3 separate regions of the Mus musculus genome follow, and regions 1 and 3 are each linked to region 2. The links are chromatin contacts, called in public HiChIP or PLAC-seq maps. All regions are on one chromosome and are shown on one strand. The core of a region is the stretch at or near the end of the contact, and the rest is flanking DNA. Distances in the headings are between cores, read along the strand shown.

Region 1 (2,969 bases), core at 65-2,564, 180 kb before region 2:
ATTTATCATCTCTGATATAAGTAGTGAATAACTGAGTGTATCCTGACTGCATATGAAGTGCACATGAGTGACCCTGACTGCATATGAAATGCACATGAGTGATCCTGTCTGCACATGAAATGTACATGAGTGACCCTGACTACACATGTAGTGCACATGAGTGACCCTGACTATACATGAAATGCACATGAGTGACCCTGACTGCACATGTAGCACCATGAGTGATCCTGACTGCACATGAAATGCACATGAGTGACCCTGACTGCACATGTAGCACCATGAGTGATCCTGACTGCACATGAAATGCACATGAGTGACCCTGACTGCACATGTAGCACCATGAGTGATCCTGACTGCACATGAAATGTACATGAGTGACCCTGACTGCACATGTAGCACCATGAGTGATCCTGACTGCACATGAAATGCACATGAGTGACTCTGACTGCACATGTAGTGCACATGAGTGACCCTGATTATAGGGTTTATGTTTGTCCCTCAGCAAGCAGCTCTATAGTGGGCAATGGAAAGGGGCGCTAGATGGGTGGCAAGAGAGGGTTGAGGGATCTGTTTGGGTTTCAAGTTCTGCCATCCTGAATGTAGATTTTTTTTTTTTTTAATCTGAGAAGGTTGCTATATCTTCCCAAATCAGATTCTCTGAGAAGTCAGGAATAAAAGGAATGGAAAGGGCTGGGGGTAGGGTGCCAGGGATTTAGGGTTTGATTCCCAACACCATGGCATGATTTATGGTAATTAAAATCTGGAAATAACTCAAACATATGTCAGTAAGGTACTGTTTGGATAATGTACAATCCAGTTACATAATCACATCTCCTGTAGGCAAATAGCAGTAAGGACACAATGTGTCAGATTGCCAAGAATCTGGATTATTAAATTTAAAAAATGAATTAAATAAATAAAAAATAAGAAAGCTGGAAGCTGGGTGTGGTGCCACACAAGTGTGACCTCAGCACGTAGGATGTGGAGGCAAGGTGAAAAGGCATTTTTCCTTTAAAGGAGGGGGAAGGAGGCAGAGGTGTGAGAGGTCTTGGAGGAAGTGAGCTAACTGTAGTCAATCCTCTAAAAAGCACAAAAATGCAGCCTCGCCCAGGTAGTTCTCTTGTTGACTAGAGCTGGGTCCCGAGGTTCTGCCCCGCAGTCAGTGTACTTTGTGCGCCTCAGAGATCCCACCACAAACTACACTGGGCATCGAAGGTGGAAGGGAAGGGGTTAGCTATCGAACAGGAATAAACCACCATGGGCAGTGGAGAGAAGAGGGGATAACTGGGTCCAGGAAAGCTGGTTCGCTGGACTGTTCGTCACCGCCCTCAGCTCCATAAAAGAGGCCTATGTGCACGGGGCGGCACGGCCAGCCCGAGGGAAAGGTTCTTTTCCGGATCCTTTCTCTGTATTTCTGGAAACCCAGCGGTGTGCACATTTCTCCAGGCATCTACTGGTAGAAACAAGTCCTCGGTGAGCCTGAACCACTGCCTTTTGCTACCACCTGACAGATAGCTTAGCCTGGTTGTTCCCTTGTAAAAAGTGCTCAGTCATCTATGAGGTGGAAGTCACCCTTGTAATGATGGCTGAGCACGTAAAAGGAGGAGCCAAACAAAGGTGGTGATGGCTGTGCTGAGCTGAGAATTGAATAAGAAAGCTTAGCCATTGAAGATTATTTATATGCTAAACCTTAGTGTGTTTTGTTATGCTTCTTTAGTTAAAAATAATAATTTCTGTTACCCGGCGCACACCTTTAATCCCAGAACTCAGGAGGCAGAAGCAGGCGGATTTCTGAGTTCGAGGCTAGCCTGGTCTACAAAATGAGTTCCAGGACAGCCAGGGCTATACAGAGAAATCCTGTCACGAAAAACAAACAAACAAACAAAAAAAAATTTCTGTTACTCTGTATGTGCATAATGAGGTGGAGGTAGGAGGTGGGGGGTCGCTGTGTGCAGGTCGCAACACGAACATGGATACGGGACAACTGTGTATTCAGTTCTCTCCCTCCACTTGTATGTGAGTTTCAGGGATCCAACTCTGATCATCAGGCTTCAGAGGCCTGCCTCTCATGGCCTACGTTCTCCGGCTTCCCCACTTCCAGAGTATTCCTAAGACATTGCCAGTACATGTTCAAACACATGAGTCTCTGGGAGAACATTCAAAATACAAACCATAATAATACACAGGAAATAATTAGGGTCAGCAAAATGGCTCAGTAAGTGAGGGGGCTTGCTGTCAAGGCTGGTGACCTGAGTTCAGTCCCTATGATGCACATGGTGGAAGGGGAGAGCTGATTCCCAAAAGTTATTGTCTGACCTTCACATTCACATCATGGCACATATACACAATACATATAATATATATTATATATTGTATATTATATGTTACATTATGATATATATTATAATAAGAAATATAAAAATAAGTTTAAAGGTTTGTGACAGAAAGAAGAGCAAGGGGGAGTAGCATGTTTCAGGCTCATTTCCTCCTATGGTGCCTCACAATCTGACCGGGTAGTCCAGGGAAGCAGAGTGCATTTTGGCAAAGGGAAAGTCAGTTTCTTTAATTACCATGCATCGAAGTTATATATACATGCAGAGGAAGTTGTGCAGCTATGTAGAGTGACCCTCTGGCCTCTGGTGGAAATTTTCTAACAACCACCAGGCACCTGAGTCTGTATTGTTTGCCTTCTAAGACAAAAGGAATCTCTTCTAAGTAGTTAGCGTAGGTTCCACACATTTTGGTCCTTTTCTCCTTTGTTTTATGAGACATCCAAAAGACTGAGAGATGAAGAACCACAAGGGGTGGTTAGCGCCTAAACATCACTTGAATGTGTGTTTTTGTCCTTGGAGACTTTCTAACGCAGCATATTGAAGAACTGTCAGGGAGATGAAAAAAAAAGCAAAGACTCCTGATATTTAGTTTGAAACAAAGTGAGGAGACATGAGATTTGAATCTAACGAAGGGAA
Region 2 (2,884 bases), core at 246-2,745:
GAAGAATCTAAAGAAAAGCCAAGGAAGTGGTGTCATTAGCAAATGCAAATATGCTAATACAGATAAAAATATAATCCACCAAGTCCAACTTGTCATATGCAAAATTATTTTAATGACATATTTGAAAAGTGTCAGTGTGTTCCGCTGCCAAGAAGGCAATACATTTAAGGCAAGCTTACAAAGTATATGAAATCACAGACTGTAATACCCTGTGACTATCTTGATTTTAAAAATTCAGTTTACAAATATATACCAATATTTTTCTCACGTTTAATCAGTCCCCTACTGCTTCAGCATAAGAGTTAAAATAACCTAAACAGCTTCTTGAAGCACACAGCAAGTCTGTTACATGGATCTGGGAAACGACCACAAAAAAAAAAAAAAAAAAAAAAAAGAAGAAGAAAAATAATTAGTCAAAAACCATACGAAACAGTATAAGGCATAGTTCCTAGGTTCTAGGAACTGATCATTTTTTCCTGGGAAAATTTTACTTTAAAGCAACTCTAAATGAAAATGCATATAATTAAGGGAGCGACCATCGCTTCAAACAGATTGACTGTCTTTAACAAGCTTCTCTCCTTCTAGCTACTCAGATATGCTATATTTCCTAATTATCACCTTTTAAGGGCCATCTGGGCCCATTCCTCCCCATCAGGGGGCAATTCCATTTGCATTGTTCCTGGGCTTAGTCATGATCAAGCAGTCTGGTGGTAAAGTTCATTAGAAATGAGAACAGACGCATTCAACCCAACACAGTAAACCAGGTATGGGATCCTCAGTGCCCGCAGGAGAGATGAGAAACACACATTCGCGTTCCCAGAGACCTAACGAGTCTTTACCACACATTTTATCCAAGTGATTCAAGAGCACTTTCAGCCTGACCAGGTACGGAATGAAAACTTGATTAAGCCTCCTCACACGGGCAAACGTATTTCTCAATTAAGGCAAGAGAACTAGAGTCCCTTATGTCTTTCGGCTGAAAAGTCTATTAAAACCCCTTTAATGGTCCCCTCATTCAGACCGCCATTCACAAGCAGTATACTACTTCCTGTAGAGAACACACAAGAATTATCCTAATTGTTATTCTCCACGAAGTGAACGCACATTACAGGAAGAAGCGTGTCCGACCCACAGACTGATGCCGACTTAACTACGGGTTTCAAAAAGTCATTCCCCCTTTGTCTTTGTCAGGGACCATCCCATATATTCTCAAGCTCCCTTGTTTGTTGTCTTGGCCCACGGATGTGTTGGCCAGTCTGGCAGCTGCTCCACCATAGAGCTGATTATAAAAAAGAGCGGCTAATTCAGGGCAGACCCGTGGAAGGTTCCCGCTTTCCTCCAAAGGTCTAACACATAAAACTCAGGAAATCGTTACCTGCCTCATCTTGCAATTTCTGCGCCTGGCTTGCAAAGGCCCTCTTAATCCTAGATGCCAGTCTCAGGAACTGGAGGAGGCTGGCGCCCCGCTGAGCACCACAGCCTCTTCAGCTACACCTTAGTCTTGCAAATGTCGACAGCTGCAGCCGGGCCCTAATCTATGCAAGGCAGGTGTAGCCCTGGGCTCTCTACGAGTGACCCTTTGGAGCTATTAGGGCTGGCGAGTTAAGGGGTTACTGTTCAAAAGAACTCTTCTGAGCCCCCTCGTTACTGAGGCCACTAAGCTTTTACGGAACAAGGGCTTGGTTCCTGTTTGTACCTTTACCCAGGTCGCCTCTGTCATCCTAGCTGGGGGAGTCAAATTGGCAGGAGTTCATCCTCAACTAATGTTATGTGGGTGAGAAAAAAAAAAAATGGTTCTATGGAATGTTTATCTGTGTTTTTAAAACTTCTCCCAAAGGCCAGATGGTTCAGCGGTTAGCCACACAGAGGACCCAGATTCTGTTCCCAGAACACATGTGGCGGCTCATGGCCATCTTTAACTTCAGTTTTAGGGGACCCGATGCCCACTTCTGTCCTCCCTGGCACTAGGTATGCAAGAGATGTATAGAACTTTGTGCAGGCAAAACACCCATACATAAATAAAAGTTGTATTTTGCTTTTTATTTTTGAGATTATAATACACAAACCAATTGAAATTACTTTTTGGTTCGGTTTGGTTTTCTGAGACAGCCCTGGCTGCCCTGGAACTGACTCTATAGACCAGGCTGGCCTCGGACTCATAGAGATTCTCCTGCCTCTGCCTCCCAAGGGCTAGAATTAAAAGTGTATGCCACCATCACCCAGCTTTAAAATAAGTTTAAAAAGTTTAATCACCTGGCGATTCTTCTACTTATTTATTTTATATATATGAGTGCTCTGTCTGCATGTACTCCTCCGTGCCAGACAGAAGAGGGCATCAGATCCTGTTAGAGGCGGTTGTGAGCCACCCTGTGGTTGCTGGGAATTGAACTCAGAAAAGCAGCCAGTGCTTTTTCTAAGCCATCTCTCTAGCCCCAATCACATGTCTTTTTAATTTTAATATACGTACAGATGTTTGTCTCTGTGTGTGTTTCTTTTAAGTTTTTTTTTTTAATAATTTATTTATTGATTATATGTAAGTACACTGTAGCTGTCTTCAGACACCAGAAGAGGGCATCAGATCTCATTATGGATGGTTGTGAGCCACCATGTGGTTGCTGGGATTTGAACTCTGGACCTTCGGAAGAGCAGTCGGGTGCTCTTACCCACTGAGCCATCTCACCAGCCCTCTTTTAAGTTTTTGTTTGCTTGTTTAACATAAAACAAAATACACCCTTACCCTAAACCCCTCTCTGGCAACTGATGAGGAGAAACCCGAGACAGAACTTCCTAAGCAGAGGTTCTCAACCTGTGGGTCGAGACCCCTTTGGGAGTTTCCCATCTCAGATATCCTCCATATCAGGTATTTACATTCTGATTCATAACA
Region 3 (2,938 bases), core at 360-2,859, 220 kb before region 2:
CTCAGTCTGTGCATTTATTTCTCCTCGAGGTGCCTCTTCCCACTGCTGACCCACGATTACCTGTATGAGTTCTTTTGTGGATCTTGAGGTTCTCGGAGCGTGCGAAGACCTTGCCACAGCCCGGGAAAGGACAGGGGAAGGGCTTCTCGCCAGTGTGCACGCGGATGTGGTTGACCAGTTTGTATTTGGCCTTAAAGGGTTTGCCCTCGCGTGGACACTCCTCCCAGAAGCAGACGTGGTTGCTCTGTTCCGGGCCGCCGACGTGCTCCACAGAGACGTGGGTCACCAGCTCGTGCATGGTGCTGAAAGTTTTGTTGCAGCTTTTCTTGGGATTGCTTAGCTGCTCCGGGTCGATCCACTTGCAGATGAGCTCTTGCTTGATGCACTGCTGCCGCATGTAGCGGAAAAAGGCACCAGGGTGGTGGTGGTGATGGTGGTGGTGGGCTGCGGCCGCTGCCATGTTCATCCCCATGTTCATATTCATAGGGCCGTACTGGTTGTGGAGCTGCGCCGCCGAGTAGGGGTCGGTCCGCGGGCTGGCCACTTGGCGGTATTGCTCCGAGCGCCCGAACACCTCGCCCGGCAGCCCTAGGCGCATTTGCCCATTGAGCACGTTCTGCGAGGCGTGCGGCCCGTGCTGCTCCGGGAGGCCAGGGAAAAGAAGGTGGCCCTGCGCGTCCGAGTGCGCGTGGTGAAGGCCGCCGGCGCCGGGTCCGAAGAGCCCGTGCTGCCCGCCTCCCGGCGCCGAGTCCCCGAAGCCCCGGCTGCGGAACAGGAAGTCCCGGGTGGAATTAAAGGGAGGCCCCGAATAGGAGCCAACGTGTGCGGCGTGGGGCCCTAGAGCCGCGGCCGCAGCGGCTGCAGCAGCCGAACCCGGGTAAGCACCCGGACCTTGCGACGTGAACGCCGAACTCTGACCAGGAGACAGTTCGTGTGCCCCGGGGTTGAGCTTGAAGGCGCCCATGTGCGCCGCGGCCGAGTCCACGAAGCCGTTCTGAGCTGCCGCCAGGCTCAGCTCGCGGTCCTGCATCTCGGCCGCCGCAGCCGCCGCTGCCGCGGCCGAGTGGTGGTGGTGGCGCGCGAAGCTGCCCACCCCGATGGCCGGGAACTGCGGCCCCGCGTCCAGAAGCATGGCCAGCGCGCCCGGCCGCCCCGCCGGCGCCGGTGAACCCCGCCGCCTGGATTTCCTCTTCGGATCGGCGAGGCGCGTCCTCTGGACGCCCGGCTCCGTGAACCGGCGGTGGAAATACTGGCGACTGCAGTCTCGGGAGCCGGGCTGGTGCGCCCGCCGCCGCCGCCTGTATCTGCCTCAGGCGGCCGGGCACCGAGCGAAGGCGCGGAGAGGAAGAGGAGGCGGCGGCGGAGGAGGCGCGGGAGGAGGAGGTGGAGGAGGAGAAGAGTCCAAAGCCAGGCGGAGAACCAAAGTGTATTAAAGGAGCTGCGGCGGGGGCGGGCGGGCAGGGCAGGGGAGGGCGGGCGGGAGGAGGGAGCGGAGGGAGGTGTGGGGAGCGGAGGAGAGGGGGGCCGCCGGAGGGCGAGCTCAGCGCCGCGGCCCCCACCCCTGCGCGCCCCCGCGCGCGCACGCACGCACGCACTCACTCGCTAGCTGCCTTGTACTGCCGGCGGACCAGGAGCCTGGCTGAGATCAGCGGCATCCGCCGAATGAAGTCAACGCGGCTGCGGGGCCACAGTGCCCTAGGGCAGTGGCTGTGCGCACACAAGCTGGCAGGGAGCGGACAGCAACAAGCTCCGCCAGCCCCAGAGCCTGGCGCACCCGCCGCTCCACCTGATCTCCGCAGGGGCGCTGGGCAGCCGGGAGGAGGAGGCTAGGCGTCGAGTCCACGGCGCTCTCGGGTGGCCGCTCCCTCCCCCGAGGCCTTGCTCACGCCGCCCAGAGCGCTGCCGGTATTGTTCGGCTTCGCGGTTGCTGCGGGGGTTTAGCCCTCTTGGCCCTCCGAGCTTGGCATTGGCGACGCCCGGAGTAGTAAACTTGCAGCGGTCACGAATTCCCCTAGATGAAGGAAACGGGCGCGTCGTCCCCTCTTTCTTTAAGTTGGGCTGGAGGAGGAGGGAGGGGGAGGAGCAGGGGAGGGGGGGACTGTGGGAGGGGAGAAGGCGAGGAGGGGGAGGGGAGCAGGGTGAGGCTAGTCTGAAAAACAATAACAACAATAAAAAAGTGTTCTCTGGTTCTCCCCCTTCCTCCAGCCGATCTGTTCTGGGCGCTAGTCCGGGAATGAGTGCTCGCATCAGCGAGGACAGAGCGAAGTCCTCGGCACAAGCAAATGCTAGGAGGCCAACACGAGTTCTTCCTCTCTCGCGGCTGCAGTGGGCAGCCTTCGCCACCGCCTCTGTTTATTTCGGTGGGCGCTGAGGCCGCAGCAGCAGCCTTTTATTTTTTTATTTTTTGTCCCCTCCTTTTCCTCTCCCCTCCCCCGCGTACCCGCCGGGTCTCCCGCCCGGGTATCCCTCCCTCCTTATCCAAGGCTCGGCCTCCTGGTCACACCGCCCCTTTAACGGGGACTCCCGCCCATCCCGCCCTCCAGAAACCGCTATTGGCCATCACGGCCTCGTCAATCCTTCGCCCAGCCCGCCCCACCTTCCCTGAGCCCCGCTTGGGTTGTGCAGCTGCAGCAGCGGCCCAACGCACCCATAGACTGGGCCTGCCAGCATGCAGGGTTTCGTTCGCGCGTCTGGCTCTGTGGCTCCCGTCACCAGCCGGCTAATTCAAGAGTTCAGCTGCGAGCCTAACGCGGTGCCAGGTCTATGGGTCTTGTCCCCTTCCGCCCGATCCTGCTCCCGTATACTTTGTCAGAGGCCACCAACTCCCCAGAGATTGCATCCACTACCAAAGTACACCGAAAAATCCGGGAACTCTAGTCCAAAGCACCCTTAGCTATAGAGTCACCAAGCCCGAGACCCTGAGGGAGCGAAGAGACTT

What was found. HiChIP or PLAC-seq counts read pairs in DNA pulled down with a chosen protein or histone mark.
Region 1: a contact with region 2 is called in an H3K27ac HiChIP or PLAC-seq map of embryonic stem cells, with 17 read pairs. The contact joins two enhancer-like sites. A contact is called at or near these places in 3 of 484 Hi-C or Micro-C datasets (embryonic stem cells and nephron progenitors), 13 of 115 datasets of contacts at active chromatin or transcription factors (craniofacial prominence, embryonic basal ganglia, embryonic forebrain and 7 more) and 3 of 9 other capture datasets (adipose tissue, liver and pancreatic islet).
Region 3: an H3K27ac HiChIP or PLAC-seq map of epiblast stem cells shows a contact between it and region 2. The contact joins the promoter of 2610035F20Rik here to the enhancer-like site in region 2. A contact is called at or near these places in 22 of 39 promoter capture datasets (the 3T3-L1 cell line, the HPC-7 cell line, HPC-7-derived erythroid cells and 11 more), 19 of 484 Hi-C or Micro-C datasets (cranial neural crest, differentiating embryonic stem cells, embryonic stem cells and 3 more), 27 of 115 datasets of contacts at active chromatin or transcription factors (craniofacial prominence, embryonic basal ganglia, embryonic brain and 11 more) and 2 of 9 other capture datasets (adipose tissue and liver).

What each region holds. Positions count from the first base shown.
Region 1 is chr14:122,432,821-122,435,789 of GRCm38.p6, reverse strand. All of the region lies in intron 1 of Gm5089 (predicted gene 5089), which reads left to right. Among named protein-coding and RNA genes, the nearest start is that of Gm5089, 17 kb to the left of the region's middle. Within about 2 kb of position 1,314, at least 13 of the 459 cell types and tissues checked have an H3K27ac peak or open chromatin away from gene starts, as enhancers often do. A contact at or near this core is called in embryonic stem cells, where this site is marked.
Region 2 is chr14:122,254,277-122,257,160 of GRCm38.p6, reverse strand. The region is part of intron 1 of Clybl (citrate lyase beta like); the gene reads right to left. Among named protein-coding and RNA genes, the nearest start is that of 1700108J01Rik, 22 kb to the right of the region's middle. Within about 2 kb of position 1,495, at least 28 of the 459 cell types and tissues checked have an H3K27ac peak or open chromatin away from gene starts, as enhancers often do. A contact at or near this core is called in differentiating embryonic stem cells, embryonic forebrain, embryonic limb bud and 5 more, where this site is marked.
Region 3 is chr14:122,473,870-122,476,807 of GRCm38.p6, reverse strand. 2610035F20Rik (RIKEN cDNA 2610035F20 gene) reads left to right here and starts at 1,609. Exons shown (of 5, transcript NR_045046.1): 1 at 1,609-1,905; 2 at 2,206-2,360. Zic2 (zinc finger protein of the cerebellum 2) reads right to left here and starts at 1,424. Exons shown (of 3, transcript NM_009574.3): 1 at 61-1,424. The coding sequence starts at 1,132.